Regions from separate parts of the Sus scrofa genome. Here region 2 is linked to region 1. The links are chromatin contacts, called in public Hi-C maps. All regions are on one chromosome and are shown on one strand. Each heading gives the region's core, a stretch centred on a gene start, on an enhancer-like site or on the middle of the called end of the contact. The rest is flanking DNA. Distances are from core to core; before and after follow the strand shown. Region 1 holds the start of LOC102159659. Region 2 overlaps AFAP1 (actin filament associated protein 1).

The links. Hi-C and Micro-C count contacts between places; a contact is called where the count stands out from the background.
Region 2: a contact with region 1 is called in a Hi-C map of embryonic fibroblasts, with 2.6 times the contacts expected there. The contact joins the enhancer-like site here to the promoter of LOC102159659 in region 1. A contact is called at or near these places in 5 of 47 Hi-C or Micro-C datasets (embryonic fibroblasts, epiblast stem cells, liver and 1 more) and 1 of 2 datasets of contacts at active chromatin or transcription factors (skeletal muscle).

What each region holds. Positions count from the first base shown.
Region 1 is chr8:3,067,017-3,073,123 of Sscrofa11.1, forward strand. It overlaps LOC102159659, which reads right to left and starts at 3,859. Exons shown (of 3, transcript XM_021100806.1): 1 at 3,823-3,859; 2 at 3,360-3,644; 3 at 2,693-3,261. The coding sequence starts at 3,859. The coding sequence ends at 2,693. AFAP1 (actin filament associated protein 1) reads left to right here and starts at 3,015. Exons shown (of 17, transcript NM_001253821.1): 1 at 3,015-3,155.
Region 2 is chr8:3,135,396-3,141,502 of Sscrofa11.1, forward strand. AFAP1 (actin filament associated protein 1) reads left to right here. Exons shown (of 17, transcript NM_001253821.1): 4 at 4,275-4,383. Among named protein-coding and RNA genes, the nearest start is that of AFAP1, 68 kb to the left of the region's middle. Within about 2 kb of position 2,611, at least 23 of the 83 cell types and tissues checked have an H3K27ac peak or open chromatin away from gene starts, as enhancers often do. A contact at or near this core is called in embryonic fibroblasts, omental adipose tissue and skeletal muscle, where this site is marked.

The sequences.
Region 1 (6,107 bases), core at 2,609-5,108:
TCTCCACCCCCTTTGTTTGCCTGGGCTGTTCCAAGGGGGCAGGAGTGGGGAGGAGTGCCATCTGGACCCTGCAACCCCCTGCCCCTACCCCCTGTGGGCATTGGGAGAGATGGCAGAGGGGCCAGGAAAACAGTGGGTGGGGGGAGAAACAACGGGTTTGGGGTGAGTGGAGGGATACGAGGTCTGTCTGTTGCATGCGGTGTGTGAGGTGCCCATGGGCTGCCTGGGGCGGGGGTGCCCAGGACAAAGCTGGACTGAGAGGGTTGAGGCTCAGTGGATGACCCAAATGTCCTCACGGATACAGAGGGGTGGCCGGAGTCACAGGCGTGCTGAGACTGTCCTGGGACAGGGTGCAGGATAAGCAGATGGAACAGTTTTTGAGGACAAGGACGTTTCAGAATTTGGGAGAGAAGAGCAGAGTACCAGGGAGACGACGGAGGGGCAGCAAGATGCGGGAGGAGGACTGGGGGCTCTGGTACAAGGACAAGGGAAGGAGGGATGCAGCGAGCAAAGGGCCAGGGGAGAGCCAGGCGGGTAGGACCCAAGAGCATCCTTTATGTTTGCTCTCAAGGTGTCCGCTGGTGACCTTGGTAAGAAGAGGGATGAAGGAGGGGGGCAGAGTGGACTAAGGCTCGGTGGGCGAGCAGAGGGCACACCTTGGGAACACAGGTCTGAGTTCTGATGGGGCTTTCATGCCGGTGGCAAGACGGCAATATTAAACACGTAAGAGGAATTATGAGGAGTGCCAGAAAGAGGGACGGGGGCTCTGGGTGTAGGTGTTGGGGAAGGGACCCAGTGTTCGTTTTTGTCGTTTCATAACAAATAACCACAAATGTAGCAGCTGAAGGTCACACACATTCTTCATTCAGTTTCTGGGACTGGCGGTTCAGCCCATCTAGCTGGATCCCCTGTTTAGGGCTCACCCCCTTCACTCAGCGTTCTGGCCGGGCTGTGTCCTCACTTGGAGGCTCGACTAGCGAAGAGTCCGTGGTGAGCTCTTTCAGGCTCATGCTGCCTGAACCAGGGCCCAGCCCTTTGCTAGCTGCTGCCCGGAGGCTGTCCCTCAGGTTCCTGTGACCCTCCACTGGTGACTTCTCCAAAGCCTGGAAGCAGAACCTCTCTCTATGGTCTATGATGAGTTCCTATGTAATGTCATGTGACCGGGGGTGGCTGGGGGTGGCAGGCCATCATGGCTACTCCTGATATTGGCCAGAGGCTATCCTAGGTTCTGCCTGCCCCCAAGGCGGGGGCACTGTACAGGGGTGTGACTCCCTGGGGGTCACCTTAGGGAGTGTCTGCCAGTTACACTTTGTGCTAGTGTAGCCACAAAGCCTTCCTGGGGAAAAGGACATTAAGATTGAGACTTGAAGGGTCAGGGGTTGATGGGCCAAGAACAGGGGGCAAGTGTGTCAGGCAGGGGACAGCCGTCCTTTGCAGGAACTGCTTCCCTCCCTGAGATTTTGTGTTTCTGGTCTCCAAGTATATCTGCAAACAGAGGGGCCTGGCTGAAGAGGCATGGGGAAGCTTCTTATGTCCACGGAGGAATCTGGCAACTCAGACTGGAAACTGGGCTGTCAGTGGTGTGCCTGTGTGTGTGTGTGTGTTTGTGTGCTGTGTGTGTTGGGAGGCACGGAGGGGCTCTGCCCCGGTCGCTGTCAGCCTTAGCCACGCATCCATGCGCCAGGCCCTCTTCCGCACCAGAAATGAGAGGGTCGCATCCCTGCCTCGTCTGAGAGGGTCACACTTCACCGGGTGGCGGGAAAACCAAGCAGACTGAAAACTCCAGCAGGAGCTGTACCGAGGTGGGAACGCAGAGAAGGCCGGCCTGCGGTAGGGCCACAGGGCCAGGCGGAGGTCCTGGGGTCGGATGGGTCCTGGGGCGCTTGAGGGACGCAAAGACCTTGTGGGATTTCAGCTTTCATCCAGAGCACCTGTTCGGATGGACAGGCCATTGACTGAAGGAGGTGGAGGAGCAGGTGGGGGCATGGAAGAAAGCGCTTTGAGTTGGTGGTAAAACATTACAGACGCCTCCTGGGTGTCCAGCTAGGGACTTGGGAGGTCAGGGCTGGAGACTGGGGGCAGGCAGTCACTGCAGTAGGTGGATGGTTTAAAGCCTGGGTAAGCCTGAGATTTCCAGATAAGAGGGTCCATGCCCTAGCCAAGAGCCGCCCTAAAACCCCAGCACGGAGAGGCGGGGTAGAGAAGGGGCTGGATCCGGAGACTCCTGGGGGAGCCGCCAGTAGAGTGTGGTCCGGAGAGGCTTAAAGATCAAACACGGTGAGGTCAGAGGATTTATGGATCACTGGCATTTGGGTACATGTGGGTGACAGGGGGGGAGAGGAGAGCGTTCAGGTGGGGAACAGCACAGCCGCAAAAGCTTTGAGGTAGGAAAAGAAACAGCGCTGCCCGGTGCTCCTTTATCGCGGGTTTAGGTGACTGAGACATCTGGTCCTGCCTGACAGCTCCTTCAAGGAGGGCTGTTTACGTCTACTCTGCTCCCACCGCCCACCTTACAGGCTGCGAGAATATTTGAACGAATAAAAATGAACCAGTGAACGGGACTGTGTGACTAGTGTCGGGGGTGCAGGTGGTCTCGCTGCTTGGGCCTCAGTTTCTCTTTCTGCAAAGCGGGCCAATCCGATCAATTTGAGTTCCCGGTTTGAACACGTCCTGCTGGGCGAATTCCAAGCGGTCACTGAGCCCGGCCTTCCCGGGTCGGACCTGGTTGGGCCGCGGAGCCAGCTCCTCTCCGCTCCGCCCCCGGCGGGACCCCGCGGCCCCGCCCCGGCGCGGCCCCGCCCCACCTCCCTTTGTTTCTCCAGGCCCCGCCCCCTCCGCGCGGCGCCCTCCCCATTGGCCGGGGGGCGGGCCCCGAGCGCCGGGCGCCGCCGGGGGCGGGGCGGAGCTGCGCGGGCGGGGTGAGTGCGCCTGCGCCGTCCCCGAGCCCAGCCGCAGACTCTGCCGGCCGCTGCTCCGCGCGGAGCGGGAGCCGGATCCCGAGCCAGAGCGGGTGACGGGCTGCGGCGGCTGCGAGGCGGCCCCGCCCCGGGGCTCCATTGTTGCGGTGGCCCCGGCTCTGCCGGCTGCTCCGCTCTGCCTGGCTTGGCCAGGGCGCCTCCGGCAAGGAGCGAGCGCTGCCGAGGCGGCGGCCTGAGGTGAGGCGGCGGGCTTCGGGGCCAGGCCGAGCGGGGGTGCCCGGGCGGACAGGGTTCTGGGTCCGGGAGGAGGGTCCGAGGGCCAGGCGGAGGTCCTGGGGCCGGACTGGGTCCCAGGCGGCCGGGGTCCCGGAGCCAGGCCGAGGTTCAGGGCGGGACAGGGCTAGCGGGTCGGGCGAGGGTCCCAGGGCCCGGCGGGGACTCAGGCGGCGGGGTTCCAGGCCGGGCGGGGGTCCCCGTCGGGTGTGACAGGTTGAGCTGGACGCCACGGGGTCGCTGCCCGAGGTGGTGGCCGCCGCCCTGAGCGCCAGCGGGACGGGGACGCGGACGCGGACGCGGACTGACCGGGCCGTCGAGCGTCCCGGCGCTTGGGTATTGTCTCGGCCTCGGAGTGGCACCGAGGGGGCTCCGCGCCTGCTGCGACTCTGCGTGGCTCCGCGGGTGAACCCCTGCACGGGGTCCTGGTCACCCTGAGGATGGGGCCGCTGTCTCAATGTCCACTCCCTCCGTGTGTCACCGAAGGAAGCTCTGCGTGGGCCCTTGCGCGTGGGGATCCCGGCTGCCTGAGAGTGGGAGACTCTGTCTCTGGTCGCCCTTCGTTTCCCCGGCGGGGTGACTGGTTCGCTGTTTCAGTGCGTGGACCCTCAGTCATAGGGACCCTGGTTACCCTGAGAGCAGGGCTCTATTTTGCCACCCACGCCCATGACCGGTTTACTGAATGTTTGAGCGTGACCCAGGGTGGCTCCTCGTGCACGTGCACCTGCGGTGTCCTGGCCACCTTGTGAGTTGGGGGGCTCTGCCCCATCCCCTCCCCCTGTGGCTTGTCGGGGTGTGATCATTCCCAGAGGCAGGCTCCCCCCTTTCCCTCATCAGAGTGTGTGGGCGCGGGCGTGTGTGTTGTGGGTTCCATGTGTGGAGGGGTGTCCTTGTGTAGGTCGTGGCAAGCGTCTGAGCGTGGCAGGCTGTGCGTGGGGGTGCAGTGGGCCTGTGTAGGACTGGGGTCCATTCTTTTATTTAATCTCTCATTTGCTGTTTTATGAAGAAGCAGCCACACTTCCCCAAGAACTCACCCCAGCCGGGTCCCAGAGGAGCATGGGGCTGTCACCGTGCCTGGGGACCAGGGATCAGGCCGCCGCATTTCCTGCTCTGGTGAGGCCGGCCCCCAGGAGCTGGCTCTGATTGGAGGGCGTCTGGTCCCTCTGCTCAGAGCTTCTTGATTTCCGTTAGGATTGGGGGCGGGGGCGGGGGGGGGGTAGTCTGGAAAGCCAGATTTAACTTTGCAGCTCTCAGCGCCTGGAGAGTGGAAGAAACTTTCCCAAGAATTTGGCGGGCTGGAAAGTGTGTTTGAAGGAGGGGAATCCACACCCAGGGAATGAGGCCAAGGCAGTTACAGTTAGAGGTCAGATTTATGGAGAGGGTAGCGCCGGTGAGGTTGTGGGTCTGAAAACTTGGATTTCAGCCTGACGGCAAGATCTGATACTACCCTGCAGGTTCCGTATCGCTCAGCCACTTACCTAAAGTGGCGTCATTCATTTACCCTTTCGTCAAACTTGTAAAAGCACCTGTTATGTTCCACCGATGGTCCTTCTCCCTGGGGATGCAAAGTCTAAGAAGTCAGTCTTTCCCTCTTAAGAATGAGTGTTTGGTCCAAGACGGAGAACTCAGCTCTAGGCCCAAGTGGCTGTAATGTCCAGATTGCAGTTCTTTGTGAACAAGATGGGGTATGAATAACAGGAATGCAAGATGACAACGTGGTAATGACGGCGGCTGTCACCGTTGTAAAGGCCAAGTGGCCCTTCGCCCTGCCTGCTCTGCCCTCCCCCAGCTCCGGTCCTTTCAGCTTCGTCCCTCAGACCATCTCAGTTTAGGTGGCACTTCTTCTCCAAAGCCTTCCCTGAAGTCATCACGCCCTGCTCTCTGAGCGCTGCGGTCGTCAAGGACAGATTGGTCCCCTGGAGTACAGCTTTTGCCAGATGCTCTGCTAGAGGTGGGCAGGGCTTCTGAGGGAGAGGAAGAGTTATGTGTACACGAGAGGCCCCTTTTCTGTACTGCGGACCCAAGTCTTTCCTGGCCTTCAACTCTCCTAAGGGTTTGGAGATTAATAGGTGCTCCTACTTCCTGGTGTTTGTTGCCCAGTGCAGCATCCTTGATTAGAATTTATTTGCTCTGATTCTGGCTCTGGAAAGAGGTTGCTCCGTGTTCCTGCAAAGCCGTTGGGGCTTCAGCGTCCTCACCTTTGAGGGTTTTGAACAAGGTAAGCACCTTGTCAGGTCTAAACCTTTCGTTCTTTCAACCAAATACAGCAGAGGAAAGCTCTCTTGGTGGCAGTGGTATAGGTAATGGACGTCTCCGAAAATGTAAATTCTAAAGGGTCCTTCTTTAGTTCTTTCCAAAAAGTGTAATTGCATGGGTATTTACTTTGTATCAAAGGACCACTGTGGATGGATGCTTCAGCAACTTTTTGATACTGTCTCGCAAAGCCTTATTACATTTTACTTGCAACATCTGTCCTCTGTCAAGTGGGTGTGATGTTTTCCTTAATGGGGGTGCTGGGTGCAGAACTCTTGGCAGGAGCATTTTGCCGGCCTTTTGAGTGTCACATGAAGTCCGCCAACTGCAGGCATTTGTGTGGCCAGTCTCTAACGGAGATGTTAATTTGGAGAGTCTGAAATAAGAGAATTTGGGGAGAACCTTGAGTAGGCGTACGTGGCTTTGTGTAATCCTTTAAAGCATAGTTGAATCTTATTACTTGCAAAACATTGCATCATAGGTTAAATGACCTATAAGGAAGCTCCAATTCTAAGGAATGTGGTCATTAATCCTTAAAAATATTAATCTCCCTTCTGATTTATCTGTTTGGCGAGATGGGAATTTGGTGTGCTTGATTTTTTTTTTGAAGCCACATGTCTGTTTATAGAAAGGATACACAGGGTTTTTGGGTTTTTTGTTTGT
Region 2 (6,107 bases), core at 1,361-3,860, 67 kb after region 1:
GCCTTGCTCAGTGGGTTAAGGATCCGGTGTTGCGGTGAGCTGTGGTGCAGGTCACAGATGCGGCTTGGATGCTGTGTTTCTGTGGCTGTGGTGTAGGCCAGCAGCTACAGCTCTGATCCCACCCCTAGCCTGGAAACCTCCGTATGCCACGGGTGTGGCCCTAACAAGACAAAAGACAAAAAATAAAAGATTAAAATTAAAAAAGAAAGACAAGTCATCCAGTGACGAGTGCTGTGGCCTCTCGAGCTCACATCTCGAGCACAGCAGAGGCGCAGACGAGGCATTCCTGCGGGAAGCTTCTCATCCTTCGTTTTCAGTCTCTGAAGAGGCTGTGGGGTTGGACCCGAGTCCCTGGTTCTGCCCATGTGTGTGTTGAGAGAGCCAGTCCAGGAGGGCTCTGGTGACCGAAGCGAGACAGTGCAAGCGCTTCTTGCACAGGCTGGGTCTCTTCGGACTCGGAGGCGAAGCTGCCCGGTCCAGGCAGAGGGATGCTGCCGTGTAGCCTTCCTGTTAGAAGGTCCACGTGAAGCTCCTGCTCTGGCCGGAGGTTCCGGTGTCATTTATCGTGTAGGCAGGACCCCGAGTCAGCCGTCCCTGACAGTGAGAAATGGGTGAAGCTGGCTTTATGGCCCGATGACCTGCAACTTGATCAGGATTCCAGAATTGGAATCTTAGAGCTGCGATGGGCGCCAGAGACGGTCCTGACCCAGTGCCCTCACTTTCAGGGAGGGGACTGGGACTCTGAGTTGCGGGCAGGCTGTGTAGACAAGGACGAGGCCGGACCGGGCCCGCCACGTGCCGAGCATTGGGACGTGTGTCTTCTTCGTCCGACACTCTGGTCTCCAGCTCCCTTTGGAAACCCGACTTGCCTGTTTTGTACTGTTTCAAATCCCAGTATTTTGTGACGTCAGTGAGTTCTCACTCCTGGAACGGAGCTGGAAGCAATGGTGCTGAATGGCGCTTCGGGTACCACCCTTTGGGGATGCTCCTGTTAACAGCTGTTCCTTTTTATTTTTTCAAATTTTACTAGTACCTCAGAGTTCCCACCGTGGCACAGGGATTAAGAATCCACCTGCAGCAGCTTGGGTTGCTGCAGAGGTGTGGGTTCAAACCCCAGCCCAGTGCAATGGGTTAAAGGATCCAGCATGATTGCAGCTGCGGCATAGGTCACCTCTGGCCCAGGAACTTCCATGTGCCCCAGGTGCAGGCTTAAAAAAATAAACATGTTCGGAGTTCCCGTCGTGGCGTAGTGGTTAACGAATCTGACTAGGAATCATGAGGTTGCGGGTTCAATCCCTTGCCTTGCTCAGTGGGTTAAGGATCCAGCGTTGCCGTGAGCGGTGGTGTAGGTCGCAGATGCAGCTCAGATCCCGAGTTTCTGTGGCTCTGGCATGGGCCGGTGGCTACAGCTCCGATGCCACCCCTAGCCTGGGAACCTCCATATGCCACAGGAACAGCCCCAGAAAAGGCAAAAAGAGAAAAAAAAAATACACATTTTCCTGGGACCTCTTTTCAGCCCTCCGTCATTTGCCCTTTGACCTAGCATCGTGCCTCTGCCCGAGCCTGGACCCAGAGTCTCAGGCAAGCGCGGTCCTGGGGAGCAGCACGTGAGACTGTTTCTGAGGGGAAGGGTGCTCCTCTGAGGGTTATTTCTTTTGCAGGATGTGACTTCAGAGTGGAAGTAGCGTCCTCCCCGATGTTAAAACAGTGAGAATTAAGGAAAAAGTTGACGCTGTAAAGACGTTCATGAAAAAGCGGTAGCCTTGCGTCAGCGTGTTGGCCGCGGACCTGCCTTCCTGCAGACGGGCGTGTGCACACCTTTGACCGAAAGCCTGGTGGCCCTGTTTCTCCCACCGAACCGTGTCTCGTGGCGCTTTTTCAAGGGAATGACACGGATGTGCCCCGTCCTCTCAAACGTCTGCACAGGGCTGGGCTACGGTGCCAAGCATTCTTCTCTCGTGAATATTTAGATTGTTTTCGAATTTGGGGGTGGAACACGCTGATTAAACATCCTTATCCATTTTTGCTCATGGGGCCAGTTGACTTTCTTGGCATATATTTCTCGAAGTGGATGCGTGGGTTTCAGGCCCTGTATTGAGGCTGTGCCGACTACAGGAGACCCCCCAGCGGGGCCCGAGACATCCCATCAGCTCAGAGGCAGCCCCCGCTTCACACACCTTTGCAGCCCTAGGACGGGAGGCTGGGCCGATTCATAAACCTGACTTTGATCCCATCCTGTGTGCTGCTTTCCCAGAACATGAATAATTTGATTGTTTCGACACACTAAGCGGAAGTTGAAACACTCTCCTTTCATGAATAGAGACACTCAGGCATCAGGCAGCTGTTTTCCAAAGCACTGAGCGAAGATTTTAACCCCGCGTGGACTCCCGCACCGCCTCCTGCCCCCCGGGAATTGAGGAGGGACCTGGCTAGGGTCCAGCGTGAGACCGCAGAGTGTCGGTGGCCGGCAGCCAGCCCTGGAGGGGAGGGCGGAGCGGGGTGGGGGGGGCGACTCGGTCTCCAGCCGGGATGGGGCTGGGAGGGAGAGAACGGCCTTCAAGGCTGGGAGGGATCCGGGCCGATGATCTGGACTAAATTATCTTTCTTCATCTGGCCAGAGGAAGGAGTGGGCTGAGTGCGCAGGGGTGATTAGTCACCCGCGGGGACGTCGTGGTGCAGCCAGGACTTGAGTTACACGGAAAGCGGTGGAGTTTCCCTCTCTGTGAAGCTGTCTACTTGGAAACTTAACCTGGAGCGCGTCCCTTTGGGGCCTCCGTTCTGTTCCTTTCGGGGTGACGTTTCCCCTTTGGGAACTGTTACAAAAGGGAAAGAGAGGACAACCATGAGTGTTAGAAAGATCTTTTCATGGACAGACCTGGTGCCTGAAAGCCCCAGCCGTGTCATGGACTAGTGTCCGATTTTTAAAAAATAATTTGTATTTTTTCCACTATCGCTGGTTTACAGGCTTCTGTCGTTTTCTACTGTACAGCTTTGTTGTTGTTGTTGTTGTTTGTTTTTTGCTTTTCTTTTTTTTTTTTTAATGGCTGCACCTGCAGTTAATGGAAGTTCCTGGGCCAGGGCTCAAATGGGAGCTGCAGCTGCGGCCTACACCACAGCCATAGCCACAGCAGATCCGAGCCACATCTGTGACCTACACCACAGCTCATACCCATGCCAGATCCTTAACCTACAGAGCGAGGCCAGGGACTGAATCTGAATCCTCACAGAGACAACGTTGAGTCCTTAACCCACTGAGCCACAGTGGGAACTCCCAGTGTCTGATTTTTAGCAGGTGGTTTTAGAGGCTGAGCCTCACTTTCTACGTCTGTAAAATATAAGGTGATATACTGTCTCCCTCAATGGCCGCGTGTGGGTTGGTTGCCGTAGCTTGTAACCAGGGTAGAGGGGCCTGAGACAGCGTGGGCCGGTCGCAGGTATTTGGCAGATGCTGGCTTCCCTGCCCTGCAGCCGTCCTCGGTGGCCTGAGGACCAGGGGGTGATGGAACCAGCAGACGCCGTACGTGTTCCCGGGGAGAAGAGGTGGGTCTGCCTTGGAGTCAGCAGTGCTGTTGGAGAGAACAGCGCCTCCGCCGATCTTGCTGGAGTGTGTACAGCTTTCCATGGTGTGAAGTTACGGCTTCAGGGCCAGCGGGCCTCCGGCTCAGGGTTGGTCAGGGAGCTGCAATGTGATTGCACTGAGTACCGAGCAGGCTCCTTCTCCGGAGAAAGTTGCCAGTGTCTTTCAGAGGCTGGCTCCTGGGCGACTTCCTCTGCTCCTGTTCAGAGGGCCCCTGGCACGTGTCAGGAGGGGGGTGAGGCATGAACTCGGCCCCCATGGGACTCGGCTCGCTGTGCGATGAGCGTATCGGATCGGAACCATCCCTGTGCCCCTGCGGCTCTCCCGTGCGGGGCCGTGGGCCTCGGAGGAGAAAGGCAGCTTGGGGGCCGGGGAGGGTCCAGGGTGTGGGCAGAGCCATGAGGAGAGAGGGGACCCCTGCTCATGCTCCGGGGGTGGGGGGGGGCCTGCGTGTGCGGCAGCCCCAGCGACGGCCAGTGAGTCACATGGCCTGCGTGGGGGGCCCGGCCTGGGCTGAGGGGGCCGTGAGCAGACGAGGGTGGAGAGCCAGCCGGGAGCGGGAAGCAGCTCACGGGGCAATTTCTTTTCCGCTCGAGACTTTGCAAAGGAGCCGGGAACGCGCCTTCGACACCTGCTGGGTGGAAACACGGACTCCTGTTCTAACGGCTGTGCTGTGTTGCTGTCCCCTTCTTCCCAGCCGCCTGACAGTGGGCCGCCACCGTTGCCGACCTCCTCGCTCCCGGAAGGCTATTACGAGGAAGCCGTGCCCTTGAGTCCCGGGAAGGCTCCGGAATACATCACCTCGAGTGAGTGTCGGGGTCTGCGGGCCTCTGCGGGGCTCCTGACAGGCCGGGCTGCTGGGGAGCCGCCCTTTCCTGGGGTGACGGGGAAAAGGGTTTTACAGGACGCGTGGAAATGGGGAGCGGAGAAATACAGAGAGGGCTTTGAAAAGCTGAACGTGTCTTCCAGGGACCTTCGGGGAGTCAGATTGTCGTCTTTCTTGTGACTCAAAATCAGTGCAGTCTCCTTGCTGGGAACGTGTGTCAGCCAGTGAACCGTGCTCCCTGTGGTCACACACCGTGCGGGTGTGTCGGCAGGATAAACACCCAGCAAGCAGGCGCCTCATCCTCGCCGCGTGATTCTTTTTCGTCCGTGCAGGTTTTCCCTGCGGGTTTGTGTCTGAGTTCAGGGCTGTTGGGACATGACCGCCGCCAGCTGCCTGCAGAGAGGGCGTGCTGGTGCCAAACACCTCTGCAGAACTATCTCTGGAATTCGTGTCTGGGTCTTTGGCGTTATTTCTCCCTGACAGCCCAGCTCTCGGCCTCAGCGAGGCGGAGGTGGCTCATCAGAGGGTGTGGGCTTGGGCGCCCAACTTGCTTTTCCTGTAAAGAGGGGGTAAGGGGGGTTCCCTTGTGGCTCTGGGTTAAGGAGCGGCCTCATCCCTGCCGTGGCTCGGGTTCGATCCCTGGCCTGGGAACGTCCACGTGCCGAGGGCTCCTTTTGTGGAGAGGCTGCCGGTGCGTTCACATCTCCTGGCCTGTCCTCCTGAAATGCCTCCCTTTGTCCAGCGCCGTGCCCCTGTGCCCTGAAGTGTCCATGCAGACTCGGAAGTTGCCCATCCCTCTCTCCCGGGCAGCAGGCGGGGGTGGGGGGTGGGGTTCAGCGAAGAGGGATCTAACTTGATTTTTACAGGAAGCACCGCCCTCCCCTGGGAATTTTTTCTGAACGTGAAGTGGGCCACGCAGAAGCCAAGTCAGCTGGACCGTGGGCTCTGAAGGGCGAAGGCCTTGCCCTCCCGCTCAGCCCATTTTCTCAGCTTTGTCAGCAGCCCGACCCCACTGTCAAGATCGGTGTCAAGATGAAAGATACTGTTGGCTCTGCGCGCGGAGGGCAGTTCTGGTAAAGAGACTGAGATTCTGGGCGTCGAGGTCTCAGTGTTGAGTCTTTTCATTTCTCTTTCAGTTTAGAACTATTTGGGGAAAATGCATTCAAGTCATTGCGAAGGGTCCGCTCTTTCCAAAGATGGGAAATTCATCAGCACACACACACAGTTAAATGGCTTGTACAATTCCAAACCTCACTGGCTTCCTTTCTTTCTGAAAGCAGTGAAAGAGAAAGCACATTTTTTGACCAGGGTGTTTCCCGGCACTGAGGACAGTTGGGTCCAATCTCCCCCCACAACCCCCCACTTTCAAGGCTAGAAACTGGTGGTGATTTTGTGTGACTCTGGCCACTGTCGGTCTGAGAGGCCCCGTGGGGGAGGTGGTCACGTCCTGCTCCTTGGGGAAGCCCCCTGACCGCTGGTGGGGGGCACCTTTGGTTGAGGCTGTTCCTGAGGGGGTGGTGCTCAGAGAGACACAGGTTGGCCGTGAGGACACAGGTCACACGCCGTCTGTGGAGGAACCTCGGCTGCCTCGAGGCCGTGTCCGCCCCCCCAACCCCCGGCCCAGGGCCCGCAGCAGGGCGCGAGGGCGAAGGCTGGGCTCACTTCCTTTTGGGCTCCGGGTGGCTTCACCAAGCCCCGTGTCAG